Regions from separate parts of the Mus musculus genome. Here region 2 is linked to region 1. A link is a contact called in public promoter capture Hi-C data. All regions are on one chromosome and are shown on one strand. Each heading gives the region's core, a stretch centred on a gene start, on an enhancer-like site or on the middle of the called end of the contact. The rest is flanking DNA. Distances are from core to core; before and after follow the strand shown. Region 1 overlaps Zfp710 (zinc finger protein 710). Region 2 holds the start of Ngrn (neugrin, neurite outgrowth associated).

What was found. Promoter capture Hi-C pulls out the DNA fragments that hold promoters and counts their contacts.
Region 2: a contact with region 1 is called in a promoter capture Hi-C map of neural stem cells. The contact joins the promoter of Ngrn here to the enhancer-like site in region 1. A contact is called at or near these places in 6 of 39 promoter capture datasets (the HPC-7 cell line, frontonasal cranial neural crest, hematopoietic stem and progenitor cells and 3 more), 2 of 484 Hi-C or Micro-C datasets (B cells and bone marrow-derived macrophages), 4 of 115 datasets of contacts at active chromatin or transcription factors (embryonic stem cells, microglia, neural tube and 1 more) and 3 of 9 other capture datasets (adipose tissue, liver and pancreatic islet).

Annotation. Positions count from the first base shown.
Region 1 is chr7:80,090,738-80,097,482 of GRCm38.p6, reverse strand. It overlaps Zfp710 (zinc finger protein 710), which reads right to left. Exons shown (of 5, transcript NM_175433.5): 5 at 4,732-6,745. Idh2 (isocitrate dehydrogenase 2 (NADP+), mitochondrial) reads left to right here. Exons shown (of 11, transcript NM_173011.2): 8 at 1,348-1,460; 9 at 1,587-1,684; 10 at 1,770-1,862; 11 at 2,280-2,637. The coding sequence ends at 2,367. Among named protein-coding and RNA genes, the nearest start is that of Gm21057, 19 kb to the right of the region's middle. Within about 2 kb of position 4,907, at least 128 of the 459 cell types and tissues checked have an H3K27ac peak or open chromatin away from gene starts, as enhancers often do. A contact at or near this core is called in B cells, neural stem cells and pancreatic cancer cells, where this site is marked.
Region 2 is chr7:80,255,896-80,263,023 of GRCm38.p6, reverse strand. It overlaps Ngrn (neugrin, neurite outgrowth associated), which reads right to left and starts at 1,809. Exons shown (of 3, transcript NM_031375.4): 1 at 1,601-1,809; 2 at 1,093-1,203. The coding sequence starts at 1,764. It overlaps Ttll13 (tubulin tyrosine ligase-like family, member 13), which reads right to left. Exons shown (of 15, transcript NM_177765.3): 11 at 5,994-6,179; 12 at 4,667-4,847; 13 at 4,202-4,381; 14 at 3,331-3,649; 15 at 2,203-2,695. The coding sequence ends at 2,499.

The DNA.
Region 1 (6,745 bases), core at 3,658-6,157:
TCTTCTGGAAGTGTGTGTGTGAGATCCCTTATGGAGGCCAGAAGTTGATGTCAGATGCCTTCTATTATGCTCCATTATTATATTAATGTATAATAATAATCTACATTATTGGCTTTAGTATATAAGGCCAAGCATGGTAGCATTATAAAGAGAGGCAGTTGGATTTCTGTGTGTTTGAGGACATAGCCAGTTTTAAGGCAGCCAGACTTACATAATAGACCCTCTCTAAAAAAATTTTATGTGTTTATTATTTATTTTTTCTGTCTACCCAGCGCTACTGGGGATTATATATACGGCCTCATGAAAGCTAGGTGAGTGCACTACTACTGAGCTACAAGTACAGGCCTTTATTTATCTGTGCCTGTGCGCATGTGCAGCACTCGTGTGGAGGGCAGAGGGCACCCTGCATGAGTTGACTCCTTGCACCATGTGGGTCCTGGAGATTGAACTCAGGTTGTCAGGCTTGGTGGCAGGAACCTTTACCAGCCGCGCTGTCTTGTTTTCCCTCTGCCTTATTTTGAGACAGGGTAGACTAGCTGGCTGGGTGGGATCACCATCAGCTGTCTTGTCTTGTACCAAGGGATCGGCCTGTCTCCAACCCTGTGACTGCTGTGACAGAGACAGGCGTGCAGGGTGCTGAGCTCAGGTGGCTCACATTTGGAATCTCAGCACTCAGGGGATTGAGGGAAGCAGACTGCTATCATTTGAGGCCGGCTTGGGTTACATAGTGAGTTCCAGGCCAAATAAAAATAAACAGAAAAAGGGGCCGTTGAGATGGCTCAGTGGTAAAGGCACTTGCCATGGAGATTGACAGCTTGAGTCTCATCCCCAGAATCTACATGGTGGAGAAAGCACTCTTGCAAAGCTGTCCTCTGACCTCTACATGTAACACTGGCCCATGTGCACCATCCCCTACACAAAACAAACAAACAAACAAACGAACGAACAAACAAATAAAAAAGAAAACCTCAGAACACAAGCAAGCTGGATCTTTTTCTTATGGAAGTTCCCCACATTTTCTCTTCTCTGGCCTTCACATTCTTTGTGGGTCTGGGGGAGTTTTTTGATTCTCCAGAGTCCTTGACAACAGACCCATTCCAGCTGAAGTCTGGATTTGGGGACATTTGAAATAAAGGGGCTAACAGTGTCAGAAACAGGGAGGCTTGCAAAATTGCTGATGGCGGCTTATTTCTTCCTGAAATGGCCTTCCAGGGGGCTTCAGACTGACCGCCTCAGGCTATGGGGTCTGGAAAGGGAACACACAGAGGTGACAGTGGCGTGGAGTCTAAGCTGAAGGGTTCTGAGCTGAAGCATGGCTCTGAGGAGAGATCTGTCCCTCCCCGCCAGGCTTTGGCTCCCTCGGCCTGATGACATCTGTGCTGGTCTGCCCTGATGGGAAGACAATTGAGGCTGAGGCTGCTCATGGGACAGTCACCCGCCATTACCGAGAACACCAGAAGGTAAATGTGTGCATTTCAAGGTCCATAGCCCACTGGCCCTGATGACCGGGAGGATGAACCCGGTCTGCCGGTCTGGAGGTAGATAGCTGTGTCTGGTGCTCAGCTGATCCTGTGGCCTGTCCCCAGGGCCGGCCCACCAGTACCAACCCTATTGCCAGCATCTTTGCCTGGACACGGGGTCTGGAGCATCGTGGGAAGCTGGATGGGAACCAGGACCTTATCAGGTGAGCTCATGGGGAGGGCTTGAGCAGGTGCAGCCCACAGTTCTGCCCAGCATGCCGGGGCCTCACTCTGCCGCATCCCCCGCAGGTTTGCACAGACGCTGGAGAAGGTGTGCGTGCAGACTGTGGAGAGCGGAGCGATGACCAAGGACCTGGCTGGCTGTATCCATGGCCTCAGCAAGTGTGTGCTTTGGGAAACAGGGCTTGAGACCCCAGCAGGTGGGAGGAAGCCAGGGGGAACCCCCCCCCCCCAAGAGTCTCTCTCATGAGTGGGTAGAGCTGCCTGGGGTCTGGGGCAGGACAAGTCCTGAGAAATGGCTCAGGCCAAGCCTTCCTTGACCAGGTCTGAGTTGGTGCCCTCTGGCAGTTGCTTAGTTCCTCTGCTCTCCTCCTTAAACCTTTCCCCAGCTTCTTTTATGAGGCCTGTGCCCGGTAGCTTGTTACTTTAAACTTTCTGCCAAATTTATTGTGACCCTCTAGCAGTGGGCTACTAGCAAACTTGGACCTGGGCCTGGTGGCCTGAGGTCTAATGAGCCTGGGAATGGCTTGGTTGATGGCCTCCAGGAGGCCTGAGTCTCCCCTGATGTTCTCTCGGCAGTGTGAAGCTGAACGAGCACTTCCTGAACACCACAGACTTCCTGGACACCATTAAGAGCAACCTGGACAGAGCTCTGGGCAAGCAGTAGGGGTGGACACTACTCAGCTCCAGTGGGTACTCTGTACATGGCAGAGGGTGGGCCTCACAGCCCCTCTCTGGTGGCCTTTCTAGGGGACATTTTTTTACATATATATATGATGGAGATGTTTTTTAAAGTATATGAGCATTTTCCCTCACGGTGGACATGAGGCAGGAACGTGTGCTTTACCTCAGACAGTCAGTGTTCTGCATACTGTAATTTATATTGCTCTGGAATCACATGGTGCCATATTTAGCTACTAAAAAGCTCTTCGCAAAACTGTCTTGATGTGTTTGTCCCCGAGTGGGAGGGAGCAGCTGGTAGGATCCCCCAGGGACAGGGTTGGGGTGCCTCAGGCTGTTAATAGGTCAGCCAGGGGGTTGCTTCTCATGAGAGGGAACGAGGCAGCCTGTGGGCCTCCTGCATTCTTCACTGGCTGCCTGAGTTGCCAGACTTTGGGGGTGAGGCCCTGGCTTCCTCACAAAGTTGCGTGCAGTGTCTGCTGCTGAGCCAGTGGAGCTAGCTGGGGCCTAAGGGCAGAGACTCACATAGAATCTCCTAAGGTGATCCCGTTTCTCCATCTAGGGAATTGTCATTCTGTGATGTTGTAGATACTTGTTATAATAACACATGCACCTTTCACCTCTTATAGTGCTGACACTCCAACCTCGAGCTTTGTGTACACTAAGCAAGCATTCTACCTCTGCATCCCAACTTCATCCTGGTACCAACTTAGCTGAGACGAGGCCTCATCAGCACGCAGTTCTAGCTGGTTTGGAACTTTATGGGTCAGGCTGGTCTTCTAGTCACGAAGGTCTACCTCTCTGCTTCCCAAGGCAGGGATTAAGGGCCTATGCGACTGTGCTCAGGCTCATTTGCCCTGTTATAGGTTATACACTAGAAACAGATCCCCCAGTCTCTGCTTTGCAAGCCCGCTCAGGCTTGCCTAGGTCTCTGTGTGTCCGGGATCCCCTGTTCCCATCCTTCAGGTTTCTCCTTTGGCACAACTAGAAAAGTGATGTGGAAATGTTGTTCCAAAGCCCATATACACTCAATGGAAAGCACTGTCGCTGTGCAGTCAGTGACTTCTCTTTCTGCTTGTTTGGTCCTGCTGGAGATTAGGGTAACTTTGATAATGCAGTCAGTTCTCTGTATCTGGAGTTGGTTGTTGTCAGTGCTGGGAATTGAGTTTAGCAAGCATTTTATCAGTAAGATTTTTTTTTTGATTTATTTAGTAGCTGTCTTCAGACTCACCTGAAGGGGGTGTCAGATCTCATTACGGATGGTTGTGAGTCACCATGTGGTTGCTGGGATTTGAACTCAGAACCTTTGGAAGAGCAGTCGGTGCTCTTAACCTCTGAGCCATCTCTCCAGCCCCCATCAGTAAGATCTTAAGCTGAATTCTCATCCCCATTGCCTGCCTTTTTTTCTTTTTTTTTTAAAAGACATGGTTTTGTGTATCCGAGACTCGCCTCAAATTTCTATAGAATTAAGGATGACCTTGAACTTCTTAGCCTCCAGTCTCCACCTCCTGGATGCAGTTATCATGGGCAGTATCACAACACTGAGTATGTAGGGCTGGGTATCAAACCCAGGGTGGTCTCCTGAATAGTAGGCAAGTACTTTACCCAGCAAGCCTGATCCACAGCCCTAGCCTCCAGTTTAAAGACTATTTTAGTATTTTTATGGGGTATCTTGCCTGTTTGTATATCTGTGTGCCATGTACATACAGGGTCCACTGAAGTCAGAAGAGGGCATTGGAGACCCTAGAACTAGAGTTAGAGACAGTTGCTGAGCTGCCATGTGGGTGGTAGGAATTGAACCTGGGTCCTCTGGAAGAGCAGCAAGTGCTCTTAACCAACTATCTATCGCTTGCCTCTAGCCACAGGTTTTATGTTGCAGATCCAAGAGTGGGAATATTTGGAAACAAGTCAGGGATGGCAGTGCATGCCCGAAATCCCAGCACTGGGGAGGCCGGAAATCTGAAAAGGCCAGGTGTACACACATACGTGTAGTCTTGCTTCAGGAAGCTGAGACAGGAAGATGGTTGCGTTCTAGGCCAGACACAGGTAGACAGTGTGAGCCTGCTGTAAAAAGTCTCAAAACAACCGGGAAAAAGAAGCTGTGTGTGGGAGAACTCATCTGTTGTCCCAGGCCTTCACAGGTAGATCCGGGCTACAGAGACCTAAAACCTGCCCTTGGGACTCGGAGCATGTTCTCCTCCACCCACCCCCCAACTCTCTGGCAGGTCAGGTGGCTGAGATTGTCTTGTAGTTCCAGAGGGGGATGCTGTCTGGCATGTGACTAGGGAGCCTTGTTGGGACCTCCTTGGGGGGAAGGGCCTCCAAGAGCACCAAGAAGCACGTACAGTCACCTCGCTAAAGAATATTCATTTATTTATAATTATTGCTAAGTAAACTTCTCTTTTTAAACAGGAACATAAAAACACAGTAGGGCTCTGCACAAGAGGAATCTCTAAACAGTTGGTTTGTATACATGTCAAAATAAGTTAGAGTGGAATTCGGCCAGGGCTTCTGAGTCACCCTTTTCAGAAGCCTGGGAGGGGTGAGGCTGGAGCTGTGCCAGGACCACCTCCAGCTCCAACTGTGTACTGTGCTGTGCCTTCCTCTCCGCTTTGCCCGGCACAAGGCGAGGGCAGGGGCTTTTTCAGTATGGCATCCCCAAGGGGGTTGTGCCAATGGCAGGCTGGGGGACAGTGGGAGACCCCACCCAGGCCAGACTTCTCCCTTCTGTTCCAAGACCAAGGCCACTGCGTTGGCAGGAGAGGAGGAGGAGGAAGAGAAGAAGGAGGAGGTACAGGGTGCTTTTTGGTACCAGGGAGAAAGTCATTGTGGGAAGAGGTAGTTTGCAGGGGTGATGCCTTCTGCTCAGCAGGAGAAATAAATGTCTTGTACAGTGATAGCTAATCACTGCCACCTGAGGGTCATCATGATGGGCACCTGGGAGGCCGGGAGCCATGGGAAACCACACCTGGGCCACTGTGTCCCCCTCATCCCCAGTCCTGAACAGTCACCCTGAGGCCTGGCTTGGGGGCTGTCACACTGCGAATCAACACCCTCTGCCTCAGCTGGTCTCCCCCTCTTGGTTTTTCAGCCAAAGCTGGTGGCTTCATCTATGCCTTTTTGGGGTTAGTCCCGCCTGCTCCTCCCCTTGGGGGCCTTGGGATTTGTGGGCAGGGGTTTGGGTGCTTGCGAGCTTATGGATGGAGGACAGGGGGGAGGGGAGGGGACAGGTGAAGAGGGCCAGCTGACTGGAGAGGGCCGGGTAGGTTCTCTGCCTCCCCCACTTCCCTCCTGCCTTAGCCTTCTGAGGCTCCCAGCTAGTGATACACCTGGGCCAGGGCCCCTCAGGCATGGCTGCTTTCGGAAAGGGAGGCAGGAAGTACACACAGCACACAAGAAAGCTGAGGCTTGGACGAACCAAAAACCAAAAAAAAAAAAAAAAACCCAAAACAAACCAATAGAAACAGAAACCAAAAAAAACCCCTCTCCATCAAAGATGATAGACAGGAGAGTTGGAAAGGAAAACATAAATTTCTTTCACAATACCCTTCTTGCTGCAAACAGAATTTTCCCCTCCCTCTCTCTGGTCTTCAGTTAAACATGTTGCTCTTCCTCCGGAGCCGGCTGAGCCACAGCTCACCCACTCCCCACGACACCTGCTTGCTCATAAAAAACCAAAACCAAAACCATTCTAGTTCCCCTCTTCCCACGGGTGGTCTTCCTTGGCTTCCCCTGAGGACAGCCACTCTTGGTCCCAGAGATGTCACCCCGACCCTCCCTCCCCGCTGGCTCAAGGAGCCGCCATCTATCTTTGTTAATGCTTGCCAGATGCAGGGCATGTCCTGGGTTTGTTTGGTGAGGACCCTGTGGTTGGTACCTTAGCTTGGAACAGACCTGGATGAACTGTGTTGAAATGCACATTAGGGACATTCTTTCAAACGAGGCTGGGGCAGGGGAGCTCTGCAGGCCAGCTGGGAGGGTGCTCTGGAGGCTGGACTCCCCTCAGCTCTCCGACAGGCAGGGCCAGGGCTAGGGCCGCATGCATGCCTGCATGGAGCAAGGGGAGGCCCAGGAGGTAGAAGGCAGAGTGCCCTGCCTGGCTCTTGAGTGATAGGGGGAGGGAAGAGGTTCTTGGGTCTGACCAGGGTGGGGGTGGGCAGTGTCGGCCAGTGCAGGGGTTCAGATGTCCTTAAAGGCCAGAGTCGGTGCAGAAGAGAGACAAGGCCTGGCTCAAGCATTCTCTTCCTGGAGAGCGCCTCCGCGCCTGAGGTGGCTTGGGGAAGACCTCTAAGTCTGTGCCTGTAAGAGGCCTCACTGGCATTCCCCCTGCCCACGCACAGCAGCAGGCCAAGGAGAACCAGATG
Region 2 (7,128 bases), core at 560-3,059, 170 kb before region 1:
AAACCAAGGGGGCTGGTGAGATGGCTCAGTGGGTAAGAGCACCCAACTGCTCTTCTGAAGGTCCGAAGTTCAAATCCCAGCAACCACATGGTGGCTCACAACCATCTGTAATGAGATCTGATGCCCTCTTCTGGTGCATCTGAAGACAGCTACAGTGTACTTACATATAATAAATAAATAAGAAATCTTAAAAAAACAAAAAACAAATTTTTATTTATTTTATGAGTGCACTGTATCTGTCTTCAGACATACCAGAAGAGGGCATCAGATCCCATTACAGATGGTTGTAAGTCATCATGTGGTTGCTGGGAATTGAACTCAGGACTTTTTTTTTTTTTTTGAGACAGGGTTTCTCTGTGTAGCCCTGGCTGTCCTGGAACTCACTCTGTAGACCAGGCTGGCCTCGAACTCAGAAATCTGCCTGCCTCTGCCTCCCAAGTGCTGGGACTAAAGGCATGCGCCACCATGTCCAGCTAACTCAGGACCTTTTGAATAGCAGTCAGTGCTCTTAGCCACTGAGCCACTGAGCCATCTTTCCAGCCCCCTTAAAGAAAATTCGTTTCAGACGCCTTTCAAGTAAGAGTAGTGACTCATACACAGTGTAATCCCTGAACTTGGGAGGCAGAGTCAGAATTGCCCCAAGAATTCCAGGCTAACCTGGTCTACAGAGCGGTCTTGTCAATAAATAAACAAATACATAAATAAAATAAAAATCCAGGAGCGTTGGTACATACTTTTAATCTCAATTACAAAACTCAGATGGCAGAGGCAGGAAGACAAGAGTTCAAAGCTATCCTTGTCTACAGTGTCCTGGAGGTCAGCTGGCTACATGAGGTTGCCTCAAAAGAAGAGCTTTCCAAACTTCAATCAACTGTCCATAATGTACCTACCAAGCTAGGTATGTCCTTAGGAGGTGATGACCTCAGTGGACCATAAGCAAGTCCCTGTGCTGATCCCAGCATCGCAAAACAAACAAAATTCTGGACAGGTTTAGGAAGTTCCTTATTATGACGCTTTCTATTTTAAAGGCAATAATACTAAATACTTAAAATCCCCCAAAAGGTAAATCCCATTTTGTAAGCAACGTCTCACCGGATCTGCTCCATGGCTTCCCACGTCAGTGTTCTGGGTGGTGCACCTGGAGCCTCCATTTGCCTTCGTATTTTCTGGAATCGCATTGCTTTTTTCTGACGTTTCAAAGCGCTGGGGGAAAGAACCAATGGCAAAAGCCGAGCTTGGAAGCAAGACTAGTGTTTCAAAAAGCATCCAACTAAATCTTGGAGAGCTCAGCCCTCTCGTCTGACCGCATGTCTGCCAGGTTAAAGCACTCTGGGTGCACTGCCCCCAGAAACCTAACACCTACAGCACCTGAACGTAAGCATGCCGAACTCTCTAACGGGTGATGAAACACGTCACTAAGCAACGGGACCTAGGGTGTCAAGGGAGCTGATCACTTGCCCCTGTGCCCTAGACAACGGATGAGAAGAAACTAGAGCCTGTGCAGACGCGGCTGCCGGACGCCCGGAGCTGGGGGGGGGCGCATGGAACGCCGGGGCGCGAAGCCTAACTCCAGGCTGAGGGCTCGCCACGAAGCAGGTACCTCTCCACCTCCTGGAGCTCCCGCTCCTCCGGCTCCCAGTCGGAATCGGGGTCCGGCTCGCAGCTGACAGAACCCGGGCCCGCCATGACCTGGGACGCGAACCCACAGCGAGCGAGAGAGGTGCGGACACGACCGCCCAAAAAGAGGCTCAGAGAGAGCGCCATTGCGACGCGAGGTGGTATCTACAGCTCGCGACCGGAAAGCACCGGAAGTGGGAGGGCGAACCCGGAAGCAGAAAGGAATAACCGGAAGTTAGACGGTATCCTACGCTTTTCGTTTCCTGGGTGGGCGGGGGCTGTCCTTGTATTGTCCAGTTACCCACCCTTTCCTGCTGATTTTGGTTTTGTGGTGCTGGGGAGCCAAGCTAGGGCCTTGTACATGCTAGGCAAGCTACTGCCACTGAGCTATCTCCCTAGCCATTAAAAAGGAAAAAATGTTTGAAACGGTCTAAATTGTCCTAGCCTTAAATTCATCATCTTGTCTCAACTTCCTAAGTAATTGGAACTACAGGCCTTAGTCACCAGGCTGGGCTGGGCGTCCCTGCTGTAACTATGAGAAGAGCTTGCCTCAGACGGGAGGATCGAAAGGAGGTACAGCACGCGCCTGGAAAACGACATAAACTTTAATAAAAAGACGGGTTCAGTTGCCCAGAGCCGCCCCTCTGGCACAGGCTGCCCAGGCCTGCCTGATTCTGCCACTGTGGCAGGAAGGGCGTACCCTCAGCAATCTTCTGATGGCGACTACACCGTAGTCGCTTTTGACTCCTCCGGGAAAGGAATTCCTTGTTGCCCAGTGACCTCCAGCCCCAAGCCATACCCAGGGTTCAGACCCATCGCTTAGGGATAAACTCAGCCTAAGGCTTGGTGAGCAGCGATGCATACAAGCTGGCCTTAGCTCTTCATCTTTTAGTCTTTACCGATCCCCAAAGAATCTTAGAATGTTGAAGAACTCTTGGTGTCTCCGTGTTTTTTGCCTTTTGCAAACAAAGGTCCTGGCCAGAGCTTTTCAATCTGGAACTTGTTGGCAGTCTTTCAATTAGCAAAGATTGAAGACCATTTGCTGTTTTGGTTGAGTGCTGGGCTTTCCTTCTTTTACCTGTGTTGGATGATGTTGAGGAGTGGGCTGGAATGCTGCAGTACTGGTGCAGAGGCAGGGCATAGGGGAAGATCCCCAGCCTTGCTTCCTCTGTGTTCAGAGTTTACCATGGAGGGCAAGGTGCAGCATTCAGTCCATGAGCCATTTTCCTGTCTTTTGGGCTGCAGAAGATAGCCCTGCCTTGGGGTTAGAGTGGGTGGCACTGATCCTGACAGGGCTCTGTTTATGGCTTCTAGCCTTCTGCTGGCTTGGCCTTCTGCAGTAGAGACATGGACCCCCACTAAGTTGTAGTACCCACAAAAGAGATGTTCTCACCTCTTTCCCATCTGTGCTCCAGTAACACACAAGACTGGCATCCCATGCTTCCCTCTAGCATCTCTACCACACTGGATCTTAATTAGCCTGTTTACATGTCCATTTCCCTGTTAACCTTGGTTGAGGGCTGGAATTGGTCTGTCATCTCTATCACCAGGGTCACTAGATAGAAGCAAGTAAATAAACGGGTCCACTGCCTTCCCCCCATGCCTATACTACCAGGAATGCCACTTTGTATCCTAGGAGCAGCCCAGCTGTAACATTTGCTACTAGGAATTTACACCAGTCAAAAGTGACCAAGGCTATTTTTGAATACTTACGGCTAGTGAGCCTGACTCTAGAGCTGGAAATATAGTGCCTCCCAGATTTCTTCATTGACAATGAACAGGGGCCCGTGGCTGCTGAATCTCCTATCCAGTTGAAGTTCTTGGGCTGAAGATGGTACCGGGAATGCTGTGCAATTGCGGGATTGATGCTTGATAGCGGCCCTAAGATCCTGGGGATCAACTCGTGGGGCCGAAGTGGTTGCAGGAAATGAGGAGGGATCTGCTCTGAGGCAGCCCCTCTCAGAAGCACCAATGGGACCAAATTCACAGGTTGCAGTTCTTGACTGCTCAGCCCGTCCTGGTGAAATCTAGGCTAGAGGAGAAGAGCAGCCCCTTACCATATTTCTTGGGAGTCTGGATAGAGTGTTGGAAATAAAACAATCTCTCCTAGGCCATAACCATTGTTTAACTAGTTATTCTTTTGGGGTTCATCAAAAACAGAGGGCCCAACAGGTTTGCTACTAGCCCAGGGAATAGTGAAAACGGCAGCTGTTTTGTTGGCCCAAGACTGTTTACTTAGCTCCCATTAGAGCCAGGGCATTGCCAATACTAGGGTAAGTACATAGAAGCCACTGAGCATGGTGGTGGCCTTGTTATTTGTCAGTCATGAGTTGTGGGATACTGTGAAATAGGAATAGAGACAACAAGTCCCTTGCAACTGAGAAAGTTGGGAGCTGCACTTGGCTGGATTGCAATACCAAACCCAAGGGAGCCTGGGAACAGACATCATGGAACCAGCAGAGCCTCTCCCAGGCTCCCGTGACAGGTACCATCACAAGAACCTCCTTTGGTGAAACCACCACCACGTGTTGGCATCACAGCCCTTGTTCCCTTGCTTTGTGAGAGGCTTCGCAGGGACCCTCACCCGATACTCATGAAGCTTTCTGTGGCTCCGGTGGCTAGGGTACAGCATGCGGGTGAGCTGCTCTACAATGCCCAGGCTGCGGATGAGGTTCTCTCTCTGTAGCAGGAGCTTCATCCGCTCGAGCTCCTCCTCTTCCACGATGTCCTGAGGCTGCGTAGTGTCCAGTTGTACTGGCAGCAGCTACAAGGGACAGGAGAGATACAGGATGTCCAAGACGAGCCTCATACCACCAGCAAGAATGGCTGCAGGACCCCTGGCCCATTCTATTTCCTTCCCTCTCCGGGCCGCACTGTAAGATTCCCTTAGCTGTCCATTCTCTCACCTTCTGTTCCAAAAGGTCAGATCCAATTTACTAGTTAGAGACTCGTCTCTCTCAAGCGAGGAGAGAGGGGACAGCAAGGGTTCCCTTCCCTAGGAATCCCAATTAAGTCTTGTGTGAGAAGGTAAGAGCCACACCCCTGACACCTCTTTCTCCCGGTTCCGGTTCCTGTATGCCAAGCTGGTGGCAAGGACCCGAGTAGCTGTTCGGGATCGGCTTTTCTCCCCCGCCGATTCTCCCTGATTCTGCTCCTTGTTTTCCTTGCGCTTCTTGGTGCCTGGGTTCTCCTGCTGTTCCTGCTTTAGGCGAATCTCTTCCAGTTGCTGCCTGATGAGACACAGCAGTTTCAGACACAGGAGAGATGGTGTGGGGAAAAACAGGATGATGGGCTAATGAAAGGAACACCTGGTGTTGCTGGAATTGATTAGAGTATAGGAAACACAGCGAAGGAAAGAGTCATTAAGACTCTGTTAGTGGGCTGGGATGATAACTCAAGCACTGAAGTCCCTCCCCTGAAAGCATGAGGACCTGAGTTCAAGCCCCAGAATCCAAGAACACAAAGCCTGGCATGGTAGCACATGCTTGTATCTCAGCACTGGGGAGACAAAAAAATAGGCAGGTTCCTGGCTTCTCATTGGTCAGCTAACCTAACCTTGTTAGTGAGCTTCAGGCCGATAAAAGACTCAAAAGATAAAGTGGGCCAGACATGGGGGCACTTTTAGTCCCAGCACTTGGGAAGCACAGGTTTCTGCATTTGGAGCAAGTCTCTTCTATGCAGCAAGTTCCAGGCCAGCCATTAAGACCCAGTTTTAAAAACATAAAAGTTTTTTTTTTTTAATTGGTTTTTCTAGACAGGGTTTCTCTGTATAGCCCCGGCTGTCCTGGAACTCACTATGTAGACCAGGCTGGCGTTGAACTCAGAAATCCACCTGCCTCTTCCTCCCAAGTGCTGGGATTAAAGGCGTGCGCCACCATGCCTGGCTAAAAACATAAAACTTTAAAAATGAATACATAAACAGTAACAACAAAGTGGGGCTGGCGAGATGGCTCAGCTGGTAAAGGTGCTACCACCAAACCTGACTGCCCGAGTTCATTTGCTAGAACCTACATAGTAGAAGGAGAGAACTGACTCCTAAAAGATCTCTCAACTGCTACATGTGCACGTGGTGTCCACACACACACAGATAAGCAACTGTAATCTTTACCTATTTAAAAACACACAAGGTGACCAGCTATGGAACAATACCCAAGGTTGTCCTCTGGCCTCCACATGCACATGTGCGCGCACATTGCATACATATACATCACACATTCCAGTGAAGGCATGCAGGGATGGGCCTGCACGCAGAAAGAACCTGTTAGAATTGTTGCTCTCTTCTCAAGCGTATAGCCTCCTCTTCTCCTGTTAGGGAGCAGTCTGCTGTCAGGCTTTGCCCCTAACCCACTCACACAGAGGGAATGCAGCCAAGTTACCTGGCACACTCCTCTCTGGCCTTGGAGGCAGCTGTCTCCTGGAAGAGGGAGCCATTGTGCTTGAAGAAAGGTGCGTATTTCTCGGAGTCGGGCCCCGGGTAGATCCGCCGGTATCCCCCTAGGTGGGAGTCTTCATAGCGCTCCTGGTCATGCATGGCAGCCTGGGATAACTCAAACTGTTCTCGCCTATGGAAACCAAGCTCAGGGAAGTCAGAGGAGGGAAAGGAGTACCGGCTAAGGCCTTCAGTTTCAGAACCTCCTGCTGGCTCCCTGGGCTCCCTGGCCCTTACCTATGGAGGGAAGCACCCAAGCTCATGGCCAGCCCTACCATATAGGTGTGGTTTCCAGAATTCTGATTCTCTTCCTAAGTAGAGAGAATGACCTATTCATAAGCAAACACTCTAGTTACCACAGTCTTATGGGTTCCAAATTGAAACGCCCATACACTACAGAAAATGTAAAAGGATTCAACAAGATGTGCTGCAGTCTTATAATCCTAACTCTGGGAAGGCAGAGGCAAAAGGAACTGGAGTCCAAATCCAGCCTCAGCTACACAGTGTGATCAAGGCCAGTCTCAAGAGAATCGAGGTTGGAGTGTGGCACAGTGACCAGCGCGTGCTTATTGCGTGTGACACACACAGGTGAATCCTGACTGTGAAAAGAAAGACCCATATTTTAATGATTGTCCATTTGCTTGAGACAATTTCTTGCTAATTTAAGTGGCTCAAGCTGGCCTTGAACTCATGATCCTCCTGATTCTAACTACTTAAAAAAAAGATTTATTTATTTTATGTATATGAGGACACCATTGCTCTCTTCAAACAGGCCAGAAGAGGGCATCAGATCTCATTACAGATGATTGTGAGCCACCATGTGGTTGTTAGGAATTGAACTCAAGACCTCTGGAAAAGGGGAGCTAGGGAGCTGGAGACACGGCTCATCAGTTAAGAGCACTGATTGTTCTTCCAGAGGTCCTGAGTTCAATTCCCAACACGGAAGCTCATAACCATCAGTAATGTGATTCAGTGCCCTAGTCTGGTGTGTCTGAAGACAGCTTGTCTTAGTGTACTCATATACATAAAATATGAGTTTAAAAGCTAATCAATGCCTTGTAACCTTCTTCTGTCAGGAATAA